Regions from separate parts of the Mus musculus genome. Here region 2 is linked to region 1. Evidence: chromatin contacts called from public promoter capture Hi-C data. All regions are on one chromosome and are shown on one strand. The core of a region is the stretch at or near the end of the contact, and the rest is flanking DNA. Distances in the headings are between cores, read along the strand shown. Region 1 overlaps Il17ra (interleukin 17 receptor A). Region 2 overlaps Cecr2 (CECR2, histone acetyl-lysine reader).

Region 1 (7,482 bases), core at 1,702-4,201:
ATGGCGATGAGTGTGATGAGGCCATACACCCACAGGGGAATGTAGTCTGCAACTAACAGAGCACAGTGAGTCTGGGCAGGGGCCCCACACCCCCAGCCCAGGCCCTGTCAGCTATGGCTTGTACCAGGCTACACTGATGATGTCACCCTCTGGCTAGCTGTGGATGCAGTATGCCTTCTGGGATGGCCCAGGGATCAGCTGGGACCTCATGTGGTCCCTTGGGAATGACCTTGACTGAAGAAAGGACTTACCTGGCTTGGGAACTGTAATAGAACAAAAGGAAACAGGGACAGGGTTAGTCTTAATGATGAGCAATCATCTAAGCCAGTCACAAATGCCCAGCAATGGCCTTAACCTATCAGAGATGCCCACTGATGACCTCCACCCATTAGATAGGGATGACAACCTTAACTCTGCAGACAGGCATAGCTACACTTGGTGTAGCCTTCTCCATGGAGCCTCTTCCCAAGGGGCCAGGGCTCCGTCCACCACAGTGTCACACTGGCCCCTGTCTGATCTGCATGTGGCAGAAGCAGAGAGCCAGGGACATGTGGCTGCCAACCTCTACAAATCCCTATAAGCTCAAGTAAGAACCTGGGGTTATGGCTTTGGTATGTGAATATGGGCAAATTAATATCTGCACCTCAATTTTTCTCATATTAGAACTTGGCATGTTAAAGTGCTTCCATGGTACATAGTCCTAACTCTCCGAGAATAGCTATCTAATTTTTTGGCCAAGGAAACAGTTGATAAGAAAGGTTAAGTCCTCTGCCTTCGGGTGCAGAGCTAGTGAAAGGCACTGAGGAGGGAACCCGGGGTTGTCATCTGCACTCCACCATAGGTACCAGCAGCTCTAAGCTAACCCCCCTCTCCCCACAGTCAGAACTCCTCTCCAGTGGACAGTGCCTTACCCCACACACACCAAGAACCACTCTTTCTCTCCTACCTGTGGTATTTGAGATTACTGGGCAGGGCACAGTCACAGCGTGTCTCAAACAGTCATTTAGGCAGCTGCTGAAGAAGGGCTGGACCTGGGGGAGCAGAAAGGTGAAGAAGATGCCAACCCATACCCTCATGGCAAAAGAAGCAATCTGTGAGCGAGAGACCCTGCTTGGCCAGGCTCAGATCTCCACACCACTGTTGAACAGCATATGGGGGTGTGCACCTACATCCAGCTGCTGGCAAGCCAAGGTAGCCTCCTCAGGCCAGCCTGAGAAATACAGTAAGACTCAACCCGTCTTCCCTACTTAGTTTTCAATAAGGTCTCCTACCCATACCAAAGGGTAAAGCCCCTACCAGGCTGGGAGGACCAGCAGGAGAAAGGCAGAATGGTGCTGCGAGCAGAGGCTCCTAGCAGGAGTGGCTGGAGCTCCCCAATGCCTGCCTTGTTTCTGTTCCCTCTGAAGGAAGGAAGGCCACCTGCCCATGCTCTCCCACCGCTCTCCCGACTCACCTGCACGTGGTGATGGCAGCACCAGTGAAACTTGCTTAGAGTGAATGTGACATTAGCTCGCTGATGGAATTCTTCTTGCCTGGGCTGGAGAGAGGGGTGGAAGAAGCTAGCTGAGTAAGACCCTGGTGGTGTCTGCTGGGAAAGTGGCCCTCTGTGGACCAGTGCCTCCCTTATAACTGCCAGAGGGAGAAATGGTTTCCTGATGTCTAGTCCAGAAAAGTTAATATTTCAGCAGAGTGACTAGCCTGACGTGAACTTATATGCATATTTAGTAATGGGCAGTCCTCTCTTTGCTCTGGCTGCTGGGGCCTAGGGCTCCAACCTATGTATATACAGCAGGGATATAGGGTGCACAGCACTCTCTCTGCTCTCACCTGGCCTCATCTATTCCTTAAATAAATGCCTTCACTTATTTTTAAAATTCAAAATAAAATTCAATAAACACAGCCAAATAAAGAGAGACCAGGCAAGACTGTGGAGATGTAGAGACCATGGACTGAATGGGGTGAGGAGAATGTGGGTGGGACAGTGAAGGGGGAATACTAACTGAGGAGTCAGTAATAGATGAGATGACCTCAAAACAGAGAACTATCAAGAAAACATAGAAAGTAACAAAACATAGCTGCGCTCTGGTGGGGCGCGCACACAGCTCTCAGGAGGCAGAGGCAGATGGATCCCTTTGAGTTAGAGGCCAGCCTGTTTTACAGAGGGAGTTCTATGAGAGCCAGGACTACACAGAGAAACTCTGCCTCCAAAAACAAAGTACCTGAGCTTGCCACTGAAGGATTCTTGCCACTTAACCCTCCCACTACTCCAGTATTTAGTTCCCTTAACCTCAAGTTTACGATGCAATTTGCCCAAGGCCTTCAAAGGTATAAGCAGACTTTAAGTTTAATTTATGTTATTTAAGGACTGCAAAACTTTACCTTGCATCTACTGAATGCAAATCAACTGAGTTTATTAAACCAAGTTCCCACTAAATTGATGGGATAAAATAAAATTTTAGTTAACAACTACGTATCTTACGACCAGCTTAAATCTGCTTCTCCCTCCTGGCTCTGCAGAGACTTTGATTCTGCCTCTTCCGTTCTGCAGTTCAATATGAGCTTCACTTCGAGATTTAGACTTCTGTATTTAGATTTATAGTCTGACGATTCCTCAGCCATGTTACCTATGTTCATAAACTACTCTTCTCACCAGCGCGCTCTACCTCCTGAGAGGAAAGAGAGCTACCAAGTGTGCCTGAGTCCAGGCTGGGCTCTAGCAACAGGATTAGCTAGGACCAGTATGGAGGAAGGTGAAGGATTTGAGAGGTATTTTAATCTATGTCTGAAAGGGTATGAAATACAAGTACCGCAAATATTTGTTTAACGACATCAAAGCAGCTGTGGTTCTCTGAGTCGGAGAAACTTTCCAGCAGGACCTGGTAGGGGGTGGATTCATTCCACAGGGTGAAGTCCACTCGCAGATGCTGTGTGTCCAAGGTCTCCACAGTGATGTTGGGATCCCAAAGGCTGCCTGCCAAGGGCGCACAGTGCAGGTTGGAAGTGAGGGGAGGTACGTGTGCCTACGTGGGCATGTGTGTATGGGCCAGTACACAATTGTACACATACCCAACTTTACTAAGTGCAAGTTAAAGTTACTGAGTGCGAGTTACAGTAGTGCCCAGGTCAAGGTCTCCTAGGTCAGCCAGTTACCTGAGCTCACGCATGAGGTAGTCATCTTCATCTTGCTGTCCTCACAGTCTGCCGACCCCAATAAGAGAGAAATTGGTAAGTCTCTGCCTTTAGGAAATTTGTTCGTACAGATTTTGGTGCTTTTGTTTTGGTTTTTGAGACAGGGTCACTCTACATAGCCCTGGCTGTCCTGGAGCTCACTATAGACCAGGCTGTCCTCAAACTCACAAGGATTCACCTGCTTCTGCCTCCTAAACGCTGGGATTAAAGGTGTGAGCCATCACACCCAGCCTGTTCTTACAGACTTTTTACACAGTAGGGGAGGGGGGCAGAGCAAGACTGTTATGCATCTGGGGAGGCTGTTCCAAGACACACCTTCACAGCCTGTTCCAGGGCTAGCTACCTGCCCCTGGCCAGAGATCCCATCAAATTGGGGCAACCTGGCTGGCAGTGACAGCCTCTTCTTTTAGGAGTCCCTCCTGACTCAAGCATATTCCTCCTGAGTTCAGAGCTTGCTTCATGTAACCAGAGATTCCTGGTTTACTCCAGTTTTCTCCCATATATATATTTTCTTTTATTCTTGTTTTCTTTTCCTTTTTTCTGTAAAACTGTGGATCAAACCCAGACAAGCACCTTGCCACTGAGCACTTGAGATGGAAGCTACTTTTCTGCACAGATGGAGAGAATCTTCTTGCCAACACACTCTGGGGTCTCTCCATACAACAGAGGACAAATAGCCTTCGAGACATAAAGGCCTCGGCTGGAGGCACAGCAGCCCCTGGGTCTGCAGCCACTGTGAAGCAGAGTTAGCCTCTGCTGTTTGAGCCCCTGCTGCTTCACCCAGAGCCCAGTACCAAGTGGCTGCTTGGAAGGGCACTTACCAGGCACAAAGATGATCTTGGATTTGTGGTTTGGGTCCCCATCAGGGATGGGCTTCGGCAGGTGGTGAACAGTCACTTCATACTCCTGGCCAGGATCTACCACAAAGTGGCTGAAGGAAAACCGCCACTGAGGAAGAGAGGCAATGGGATGGTCATACAACGCCCTCCGCCACTGTGTACCAAGTCCCAATGTCACACCTCTATCAGCCAACAAGCAGACAAACAAAAGGACAACCACAGAGTCCTACATTAGAGGCACACTATCTTTGTCCTTTCTGTCTGTTTAAAAATTCTACCAGTAGATGGCCATGCCATTCACATATGCGTGCACGCACGCACACACGCACGTACGCACACACTCTCGAGAATGAACCAGCCTCATTGAGAGCTTTGGTCAAGTGGGAGGAATAATAGGAAGCAGGTGTGCCGGGCTCTGCCCCTCACTATGGCTCACATCTTGAACTCACCCTTTCAGTTAGGTGTGCCTTTGGGACAAGAAGCCTGTACTGGTGTCACTTAGGAACACAGTGCAGTGAGGCTGTCATCTTACCCGCTTACGGTGATGCTGCAGCATGGACAGAAACTGGAACTTGACACACAGCCGCTCATTGGTGTTCAGCTGCAGGACGGACAGCTCTGCACCCTCGAGGTACAGGATGCTGGCTGCAGGCCAGGAAGGAAAGGGGACACAGATGCAGACCAACCCCCTGCCAGGGTGTGTCTCTTCCCCATCTGCCCTGTTACCTAACTCCCCACTTCCCCCCTCCTAGGCCTTGCAGAAAGTACCTCCTAGTGGGACAAGAGACAGTCTATAGCAGGAAGCAGCAAAGATTCTGCAACCATGTGGTCAGAGCCCTGGCCACAGGGCAAAGTGCTAACAGCAGCTACGCTCACCCTCCCAGTGGGAGGCTGCTGGAGTCATCGAGAGCACCAGCTAGGGACCCACAGAGAGCACCTGCTGTTGCCCCTTCACAGATCTGGGGCTGGCTGTGTTCAGAAATTCTGCAGCTAATCACCCCTAAGGAGGTCCGGAATGTGTTTTGAAAAGTTCTGGCTCCTAAGCTAAGAGAAAATCAGAGAGAAAACCGCTATCATTTTTTCTACCAAATATTTGGAATTATTTGTAAAATTAACCACTTGCCTTTTTCTTCCTGTGTAATAAAAAGTTGATGCAAGGGAAGGCCTTTCATAAAGACAGTGTGAACAGAAGACACTCTGTGGGCACACATCTAACACTGGAAAAGTTCTCCTTGGATAAACAATGGAGCCTTCCAGTACCAAACAGAAGCAGCAGTGGTCTCCTCCCAAGGGCAAACCCAGGCGCTGGCAGATGTGGCCACTCACCATCTGTCTGCAGGGTCCACTCAACATGCAACACAGGGACTAATTCTCCGTGCTGGGTAGAGGAAACACTAAGATTGATATAGATGTTTTTTGGGGAAGACGGGGTCAGGTTTTTGGGGTGGATCCAGCTGTCATCCAGACAAGTACCTGTTGAGGAGAACAACTATCAGACCTGCAGTCAAGACCCTAAGATCTGCTTAGAGGGTCCAGAGACCTGCTATGAGTTTCAACTTGGTTCAAGGGCTGCAGCTGTTCTCAACCTTCCAGCTGTGGCCGTGGCAATCTCTCAGCCAGCCTGCTCTTTTCTAATGCTGGTCTGGGATGCTCCCAGAGCTCTGCGGACAAAGAACCAAGGAATGTTTGGGGAGAAGGGTTTTGAAAAGAGGCAGCCATTGGAAATGGGGGCACAGGAGGGAGGGGCGCAGTGAGAGCTTCCGCCTTTTTATTTGTCACGGCTCCTAATTAGCACTGACATTTGAAGTATGTGCCTCAGCCTTAAAACAAAGGCAGGGGCTGGGATTGTGGCTCAGAGGTGAGAGCTTGTCTGCTCAGACTGAGAGAATGGGTTCTATATCCAGCATAGGGAAAATCTTCCCAGAGACAAAAGCCAAACAGGCAAACAAACAAATAAACCACCACCAACAACAACAAAAACCCCAAGCCAAGCCAGCACCACTGATGCTGTGACAAGCTGAAAGGGACAGGCATAGTTAGATGCACTAGGGTACCACCCCTGGCAACATCCAAAACCCAGATGGCAGAGGGGGAATGACTGCATTTTGCATAATGAATGAAGGTTTTCCTCATGGAGCACAGATGCCTATAACGAAGATGGCCCAGCTGACGGTGGCAACCCCCATCCAGAGCTCAGCCCACAGGAGGCTGCCCTGTGAAGTCAGTGGGAGGCCCTCACTGTATTAACTGAGGCAATAAGTGAAACAAAAAAGAGGACTTACTATTCTTGACTCTGCAGCTCAGCCCCTGTGGGAAGAAAGGAAGTGTTGATTACCGATGAGAAGGGCCAGGCTCCCAGTGGCCCCGCTGCCTGGCAGGCCCCTGAGAGCGGTTCACACAGTCCCTGTCTCCCTCCCAGCTCACTTTTGGGAGCTGCTCTGCTGCCAAGTAGTCAAAAGTCTTCTGCACTTTTGTTCCTCTTTGTCCAGCAGAGGAGGTGAGTGGTGGGCAGACAGCAAACAGAACTGGAGGCGTTTTATCTTTGGGAGAGGGCGCATCTTTGGGGGACAGAATATCCTAGACTTGGCTGACCTTGAATTCACAGAGAACAGCTTGTCTCCACTACCCTGATTGCCGGAACTAAAGGCATGAGCTGCCAAGCAAAGCTAGACTTGGAGGCTTTCTGAATAACTGTTATGGGCTGGGAATTGAAACAATAAAAAGAAATAATAATAAAAACAAAAACAAACTACAAAACAGAGAGGGTGTCTGGAAAAGAAGGTCTTAAAATTCCAAGGTTTCTAATTTTCCTCAGAGGTGAAGCATCAAATTTATAAACTTGTTAGGAAAAGTTTAAATAACTGTTCTGCCCCCCCACACACACACCATATACCACACACACACCACAACACCACACATATGCGCCACACACACACACACACACACACACACACACACACACACAGAGCCCTGGTTGAATCACCACCTTACTCAAAGCCTCAATTTCTTCAACATAAAATCAGAGTAGTTGGGCTAGAAAGATGGCCCAGTGGTTAAGAGCACTGACTGCTCTTCTGAAGGTCCTGAGCTCAAATCCCAGCAACCACATAGAGGCCCACAACCATCTGTAATGAGATTTGACACCCTCTTCTGGTGTGTCTGAAGACAGTGATATAGATATAAAAATAAATAAATCTTTAGGCCGGAGAGAGCAGAGCCGACCAGAGCAAGTGGGGTCAACCAGAGCGAGCAGAGGTCCTGAATTCAAATTCCCAGCAACCACATGATAGCTCACAACCATCAGTACAGCTAACAGTGTACTCATACATACATAAAATAAATAAATCTTTTTTAAAAAATCAGAATACTCTAACACCAACTTCACACTATTGCTGGAAATTAAACTAACCACAGGAGTAAAGACGCAGGGCAGGAAGTGGATATGGGAGATGAT
Region 2 (7,482 bases), core at 1,745-4,244, 210 kb before region 1:
CCCTTAATAATTATCCCTCAATTTGGGCCAGCCAGACATGATGGTGCATACCTTTAAGCCCACCACTTAGGAGGCAAAAGACAGGGCAGCCTCCTCTATAAAGACTTTCAAAGGCAGCTCAAATCTTGCAGTCCCTTATTTTTAAACTTTATATAAATGGACTTATGTTGTCTTTATTTTTCTGCAAATATTTGAAATAGGAGTCTCATTAGTTACTCATGATAGTCTTGAACTCCTAGATCCTAGTGACTCTCTTCACTGCTCTCTTTGAGATGAGATGAAATAGAGAATCAAGTACCAGGCAGGGTGTAGAGTTTAGTGGAAAACAGGAGAAATTACATACTGAGATGTTGCAAGTCATCAGCAAGCCTTCGGTTCTTCCATCTAGTCTGTGCCTGACATTTCCAAGTCTTTTTGATTTAAGCAGATTAGTGAAACAAGCTTTCATATTCTATGTATATTTCATTTTATTTAACTTAGGGGAGGCCCAGATGGACCTTTCACACTGCAATGGGTAGCAGGAACCTATGGATTCATTCCAAAGTGCTGCAACCTTCTGTCAATTCTCTCCAGCTCATCTGCCCCAGTCCCAATTCTTTACATAGACCCACTGAACAAGTAGTCAATGTCTCCTTCCCATCGAGACAGGAAAAATGAAGTACTATCTCCAAATAAAGTAATGCCTTTATATTATTCTCACCATCTGAAAATATTGCTATATTTAATGTTAAGTGCCAAACGAGACACTAAAAGTTAAGTGTATGGTCACTGACTACAGAGACTTGGGTCTCCAATAAAGGGAGAGGCCAGCTAGATGGTTCAGTGAGAAAAAAATGCTTACAGGGCAAACCTGATAACCTAAGAACAGACCCTTCCCCCACTGTCTCCTGACTTCCACTAAAGTGCCATGTCATGCTTTATCAATGCAGATACACACACACACACACACACACACACACACACACACACACACACCTGATTTACAAACTGGCTTTAAAATAAAAACGGTTAACCAGAAACACAGAAAACCGTGTGTATGAAAAGCAAATGCTAACTCAGGCTATCTACTGACTTTGAGGCTTGATTCTCATGTTTCAATCACAATTCAGCACAACACTCTGAGCAATGTACCTCATCTGTACAACTGAGCTAGACTTAAATTATCTCTACATCCTTTGTATGAATGGATACATGTGGACTTTCCAGAATATATTACAAATTCACTACAACAAGACAACAAAAAATTTTTAAAATAGAATAAGGGGCCCAGGGTGGTGGTACATGCCTGTAATTCCAGCACTTGGGATGCAAAGGTAGGTGAATCTCTGATTTCAGAGCCAGCCTGGTCTACAGAGTTAGTTCTAGGACATCCAGAGACAAATCAAACAAAACAAAAAGGTGGGGGCTGAGCTGATGACTCAGTTGGTTAACTGATTTTCTAAGCAAACTTTAGGACTTCAATTTGGATCTACCTGTCTGCAAGCCATGTAGTGTGGGAGGCAGAAACAGGAGGATAAACCAGCCTGTAGGTTATGATCCTTTGAGGGTCAAACAACCCTTCCACAGGGGTGCCATATTAGATAGTCTGTATATCAGATATTTATATCACGATTCACAACAGTAACAAAATTAGTTATGAAGTAGCAACAAAATAATTTTAGTGGTTGGGAGTCACCACAATATGGGGAACTTTATTAAAGAGTTACAGCATTAGGAAGGCTGAGAACCACTGTCCTAGACTAAAACATAACTCCAGGCTAAGGAGAGGTGGACAGTGTTCCTAAGGGTTCCTCTTGGTTTCAAAAAGCACACATTCCCAAACACACACTTAAAAAAAAAAAAAAAAAAAAAGACACAAGAGGACAACCATCTATCTCCTCCACTAACCAAACCCTGCGGAAATTTCTTCCCAACTATAAAATGTTAAAGCAGAGAGAATGCCTCACCTAAATATGAGAAATACAGAAAGAGACCTACCAACATGCAAAGGTGCAAGCTTGGAAGTAGAGAAATGGGGTCTGATTTTCTAAGCCATTGCTGTACCATTAAGATGTTCTGTCTGTCCATGTCCCACACATAGTGACCCAATCAGCTCACAGCTCAGCCTCTGTGGTCCTCCTTTAATGTGCACTCAAACTCTATCACCTGGACGCCGTGTTTAAACGCTAAACCAAATTCAGTAGCTCTAGGATGAAGTCTAGATGAAAATATGTCTCAAGTCTGGCGTGGTGGCGCACGCCTTTAGTCCCAGCACTCAGGAGGCAGAGGCAGGTGGATTTCTGAGTTCGAGGCCAGGCTGGTCTACAGATCGAGTTCCAGGACAGACAACACTGCACAGAGAAACCCTGTCTCAAAAGTCTCACACACTCAAGATTTTTTGAGGAGTACAGATGGAATGATAACATCTGGTTCCATCCATCCTATCCATTTCTGGCTCATTATTTATGATTTCTTAACCTGTATTAAACCGATATTAAGCTTTAATGTCATTAATAGTCTTGAAAACACCAAATGAGATAATTCATATATTCACAACCCTGGTACACACTGAATGTCTGGTGACTAATAACTAATATTGTGTGTGCAGTGCAAGTGTATGTGTTTGTGATTGGGGAATGTGTGTAGAGGTCAAAAGACAACTTTCCAGAACCCATTCTCTCTTCTAATTTTTAAAAATTTTAGCTGACTACTGTGTATGTGTATGGTATGTGCAAGTGAAGCCACACTCTAGCTCCACTGTAGAAACCAAAAAATTCAGGCCAGGGCTATATAGCAAATGCTTTTTTACCCACTAAACCATCTAACTGGTTTTGAAATCTAGTTTTTAACTGCAATTCTTCCAGGTAACAACTCTTCTCAATGCCAAGTCTGAGTTCGCAGCTACCTACTACAAAACTATAATTAAACTGCCCCCTAAGAATCTTAACACGGCCTGTACTTCTCAGGCATCATGTCACCTAGTTTTGTCCTTTGCCCTGTCTATAGCAAAGTGAACTTTCTACTCTGCAAAGATTAGTTTCTATTTAATAAACAAATATTTACACTGTATACAGACCACATCCTAGACCTGTTCCAAACATCCAATTGCTGCCCCTTGCTTAAACGCCAACTGCTACCATGTATGGCAATTTTCAAACAATGTTTTAACCTTATCCACTTTATGTATTTAGGGATTTGGGGTTTGGTTAGAGTTTTGGTTTTGTTTGTCTTGTTTTGGTTTGCAACAGGATCTCACTGAGGTTGGAATTACCTCTGCCTCCTTAGTGTGGGGATTAAAGGTGTGCACCACCATACCCAACCTGTTATTTTTGAGACAAGGTCTGGTGTATCATTCCAGGCTGCATTCAAATTCATGATACAACCAATGGTGACTTTCAACTCTTAAATGCTTTTAATCCCAACACCCAAGAGGCAGAGATAGGCGAGTCTCTTAAATGCTGAGATTATCGGTGTTTACCTGGTTTTTGTAGTACTGGGGATTGAACCTGGGCTTCCTGTGCAATAGGCATGGATTCCACCGACAGAAGTATATTTAACCAAGCTGTTTGTTTCATCCTGACAAGGTTTCACTATATAGCTTAGGCTAGCCTTGAATTTGCAATCTATCTGCATCAACATTCAGAATGCTGCCACTGCAGGTGTCTACTACCACATCCAGCATATAGACTGAGTTTCTACTTTCTTTGTATTTCCTTATAATGAATGATGTACCATCTCCAGGATGAAATCTAAATTAAGCATAATCTTCAGACCTAACAGCTTACTAGATTCATATTTTGCAACTCCCATCAATCTTCTAAAGATGTATCTAGAATGCCTTGCATTTCCAATTCATATGGGCTACCTATAAATATATTCCCATCTTTCCAGGACTCAATTTCAGTAGGCTCCTCCCCTAAACCCCTAGCAAGCCTAACTATTTCTTTCTCTGTACTTTATATATACCTACACTGACACAAAAATCTGACTGCATTGCTTGTTTTTTTTTCAAGCAGGGCTTCTCTCTGTAGCCCTGCTTGTCCTGGAACCCACTCTGTAGACTAGGCTGGCCTAGAACAAGAGATTCACCTATCTCTGCCTCTTGGGTGCTGGGATTAAAAGACTTTCCACCAGCACACCCAGCTACCACTATGATTTCTATACATCTTTGTGTTTTAGATTTTGTGTGGTTTGTCTTCCCACACTAGACCCAGAAGCTATCCAAGAGTCAACTAATCGAAAAGAACTGCAATAATATCAGTATCCAAGCCAGGATGAGGGCTAGCTAGTGTGGTACAATACCAAGGACAGAGCACTTGCCTAGCTAAAGTGTTTTAAGTACAGTGAGGATTGAAAACGGGCATAAGTCCCTTGGTTTAGTCCTAAGCTACAGAAAGAGGGGGTGGGGGGCAGGATTGGGGAAATAGCTCAGTAGTTAAGAACACTTCCTGTTTTCCTGAGGACCTACAGTGCTTGACTCACCACAACCACCTGTAACTCATACAAATAAATAAAAATAATAGTGTGACTAGAGGGATAAGCTCAGTGGTTAAGAGTACTTGTTCTTGGGGCTAGAGAGATGGTCCGATGGTTAAGAGCACTGACTGGGGCTGGAGAGATGGCTCAGTGATTAACACCACTGACTGCTCTTCCAAAGGTCCTTAGTTCTATCCCTAGCAACCACATGGTAGCTCACAACCATCTGGGATGGGATCTGATGCCCTCTTCTGGTGTGTCTGACAGCTACAGTGTACTCATATAAATAAAATAAATAAATCTTTTTAGAAGGGGGGGGTTGGAGAGATGGCTCAGCAGTTAAGAGGTCATGAGTTCAAATCCCAGCAACCACATGGCGGCTCACAACCATCTGTAATGAGATCTGATGCCCTCTTCTGGAGTGTCAGAAGACAGTACTTACAAAGTGTACTTACATACAATAAATCTTTAAAAAAAAAAAAAAAAAGCACTGACTATTCTTCCAGAAGTCCCAAGTTCAATTTCCAGCAACTGCATGGTGACCCACAGCTATCTGTAATGGGATCTGATGCCATCTTCTGGTGTGTCTGAAGACAGCTACAGTGTACTCACATATAATAAATAAATATTTGGGGGGGGGGGCGAGTACTTGTTCTTGCAGAGGACCCAGATTCAATTCTCAGCATATACCTGCTGCTCACAACCATCCCTAAATCCAGATCTGAGGCTTTCTGACCTCCAAGGGCACCAGGATCCCACACATTGCATATACATCCATGCAAGCAAAACAGTCAAGACATGAAAAATAAATCTTATTCTAAATATATAAAATATTTAAGAAAAAAATACTAATTACCAGTTTGTTGAGAAACTTGTTTCAAATCTCACTGTAAGTCTACAGAATAAGTAATGAACAAGTCTGCCAATGAAGAAGTGAGACTCAAAATTAAGCAATTTGTCTAGACGTTGAACATTCTGTAGATCAGTATTACTCCAAGAAGTGGTACTTTTTATTACTGTTTCACTTAATGGACTCTACAACTTGAAGTTTAAATCATTTTACCCATTTTTACCTATTACAAGGATAATCAACTACTTCAATACACTTAAAAACTATTCACCTAAACCCCAATACACGAAGCACTACTCACATTTGCCAAATTATGGAATCAACCCAGATATCCAACAGAGGAATGAACTAGAAGACATGTTATGTAAGCATCAGAATTTTCTCAGCCATAAAAAACAAAGAACCAGTGACAAAGCTAGGTACTAGGAATTTGCACCCTGTGGGGGTTTGATGAGAATGACCCCAGAAGCTCATAAATAACAGTTAGTGGAACTGTTTGGGATGGATTAGAAGGTATGACACTGTTGGAGGAGGTGTTGTCACTAGGGCAGATCTTGGGGTTTCAAAAGCCCAGGCCATTTCCAGTTCTCTCTCCCTCTCCCCCACACTCCCACTTCATACTAATATATCAAGACTCAAGTAAGCTCTTAGCTGCCTCTCCAGCACCATTCCTGCCTAGTGCCATATTCCTGCCATGATAAACATGGATTCACCCACTCTAACTTTGAGCCCCAAATTAATTTCTTTTATAAGTTGCCTTGGTTGTGGTGTTTCATTTAAGGAAAGTGACTAAGATACTACACAAACCCTGGTAACCTGGGTCCTTTTTTTTTTAATGTATATGAGTGTTCTATCTGCATGTACACCTGTGTGCTAGAAAAGGGCATCTGATCCCATTATGTGGTTTTTTTGGAATTGAACTCAGGAGCTCAAGAATCTAGAAGACTCTAGAAGACTCTAGAAGACCAGCCAGTGCGCTTAACTGAGCCATCTCTCCAGCCAATGAAAATGTTTAACACATATACATACACAAAACCTCCCCTTTTTGGGGGGCGGGGGGGATAGGATTTCTCTGTGTGGTCCTGACTGTCCTGGAACTTGCTTTGTAGGCCAGACTGACAATCTTGAACAGTGATGTGTTTGACTTCCCAGTGCTGGAATTAAAGGGTTGCACCACCACACCTGACTCAAAATCTCTTAAATATTAATAATTTTTTTACAAGTTTGAAGCCATCAAGAGGACTCAGTGAGTAAAGTCACTTGTCACAAAGTCTGATGACTTGAGTCCTCTTTCTCTCAAAATTAAGTTTGAACAAAGGTACCCATGCTATAAAGGGTAAAGTACCCATAAGATTATTAAATGAAAACCCGTGCCAAGGTTGTGCACATGGGTACGTGTGTGTGTGTGTGTGTGTAACATCACAAAAATAAAAGCACATAGCCTGGAAATTCCAGCACTGAAGAGTAGAGGCACAAAAGTCAAAGTTTAAGGCTACGTGGCAAGTTTGAAGTTTGTCTGAACACTCTTAAATTTAAAATAATAATGCCCACGAAATGTTATATAAATTGCACATATCAATACCATTTAGATCCACAGGCAGCACTTGATATACTACTGTCTATAGATCATTCTCATTATTCTTTAACTTTAATAACTGGTAGAAGATGGCTGGGTTCAAGGCCAATCAAGACTACACAGTGAGGCTCTGTTTTGTTTTGTTTTTTGTTTTTTGTTTTTTTTCGAGACAGGGTTTCTCTGTATAGCCCTGGCTGTCCTGGAACTCACTTTGTAGACCAGGCTAGCCTCAAACTCAGAAATCCCTGCCTCTGCCTCCCGAGTGCTAGGATTAAAGGCATGTGCCACCACGCCTGGCTCGAGGCTCTGTTTTAAATTTAAAAAAAAAAAAAAAAAAAAAAAAAAGCAGTAGTCTCACAGATTTTAAACTTTAAAAGGTACTATTCTAAGCTTCAATAACTACAAACCAAATCTAAAACTGCAAACAGTGGGACCAGTGAGATAGCTCAACAGTAAAAGCCTTTCCTAGTAAACTGACAACCCAAGTTGGATTATTAAGTACAGAACAGAATCCTAAAAGCTTTCCTTGGACTATCACATGAGTGCCACATCATGTGCACATGCGCGCGCATGCACGCACACACACACACACTGCACACAC

The links. Capture Hi-C pulls out chosen DNA fragments and counts their contacts.
Region 2: a promoter capture Hi-C map of liver shows a contact between it and region 1. The contact joins two enhancer-like sites. A contact is called at or near these places in 11 of 39 promoter capture datasets (the C10 cell line, cranial neural crest, embryonic stem cells and 7 more), 2 of 484 Hi-C or Micro-C datasets (erythroblasts and liver) and 2 of 9 other capture datasets (liver and pancreatic islet).

Annotation. Positions count from the first base shown.
Region 1 is chr6:120,470,945-120,478,426 of GRCm38.p6, reverse strand. Il17ra (interleukin 17 receptor A) reads right to left here. Exons shown (of 13, transcript NM_008359.2): 2 at 6,311-6,335; 3 at 5,355-5,501; 4 at 4,561-4,673; 5 at 4,011-4,137; 6 at 3,151-3,198; 7 at 2,808-2,971; 8 at 1,454-1,537; 9 at 947-1,031; 10 at 252-263; 11 at 1-52. Among named protein-coding and RNA genes, the nearest start is that of Il17ra, 11 kb to the right of the region's middle. Within about 2 kb of position 2,951, at least 8 of the 459 cell types and tissues checked have an H3K27ac peak or open chromatin away from gene starts, as enhancers often do. A contact at or near this core is called in liver, where this site is marked.
Region 2 is chr6:120,680,498-120,687,979 of GRCm38.p6, reverse strand. The region is part of intron 1 of Cecr2 (CECR2, histone acetyl-lysine reader); the gene reads right to left. Among named protein-coding and RNA genes, the nearest start is that of Gm52876, 11 kb to the left of the region's middle. Within about 2 kb of position 2,994, at least 10 of the 459 cell types and tissues checked have an H3K27ac peak or open chromatin away from gene starts, as enhancers often do. A contact at or near this core is called in liver, where this site is marked.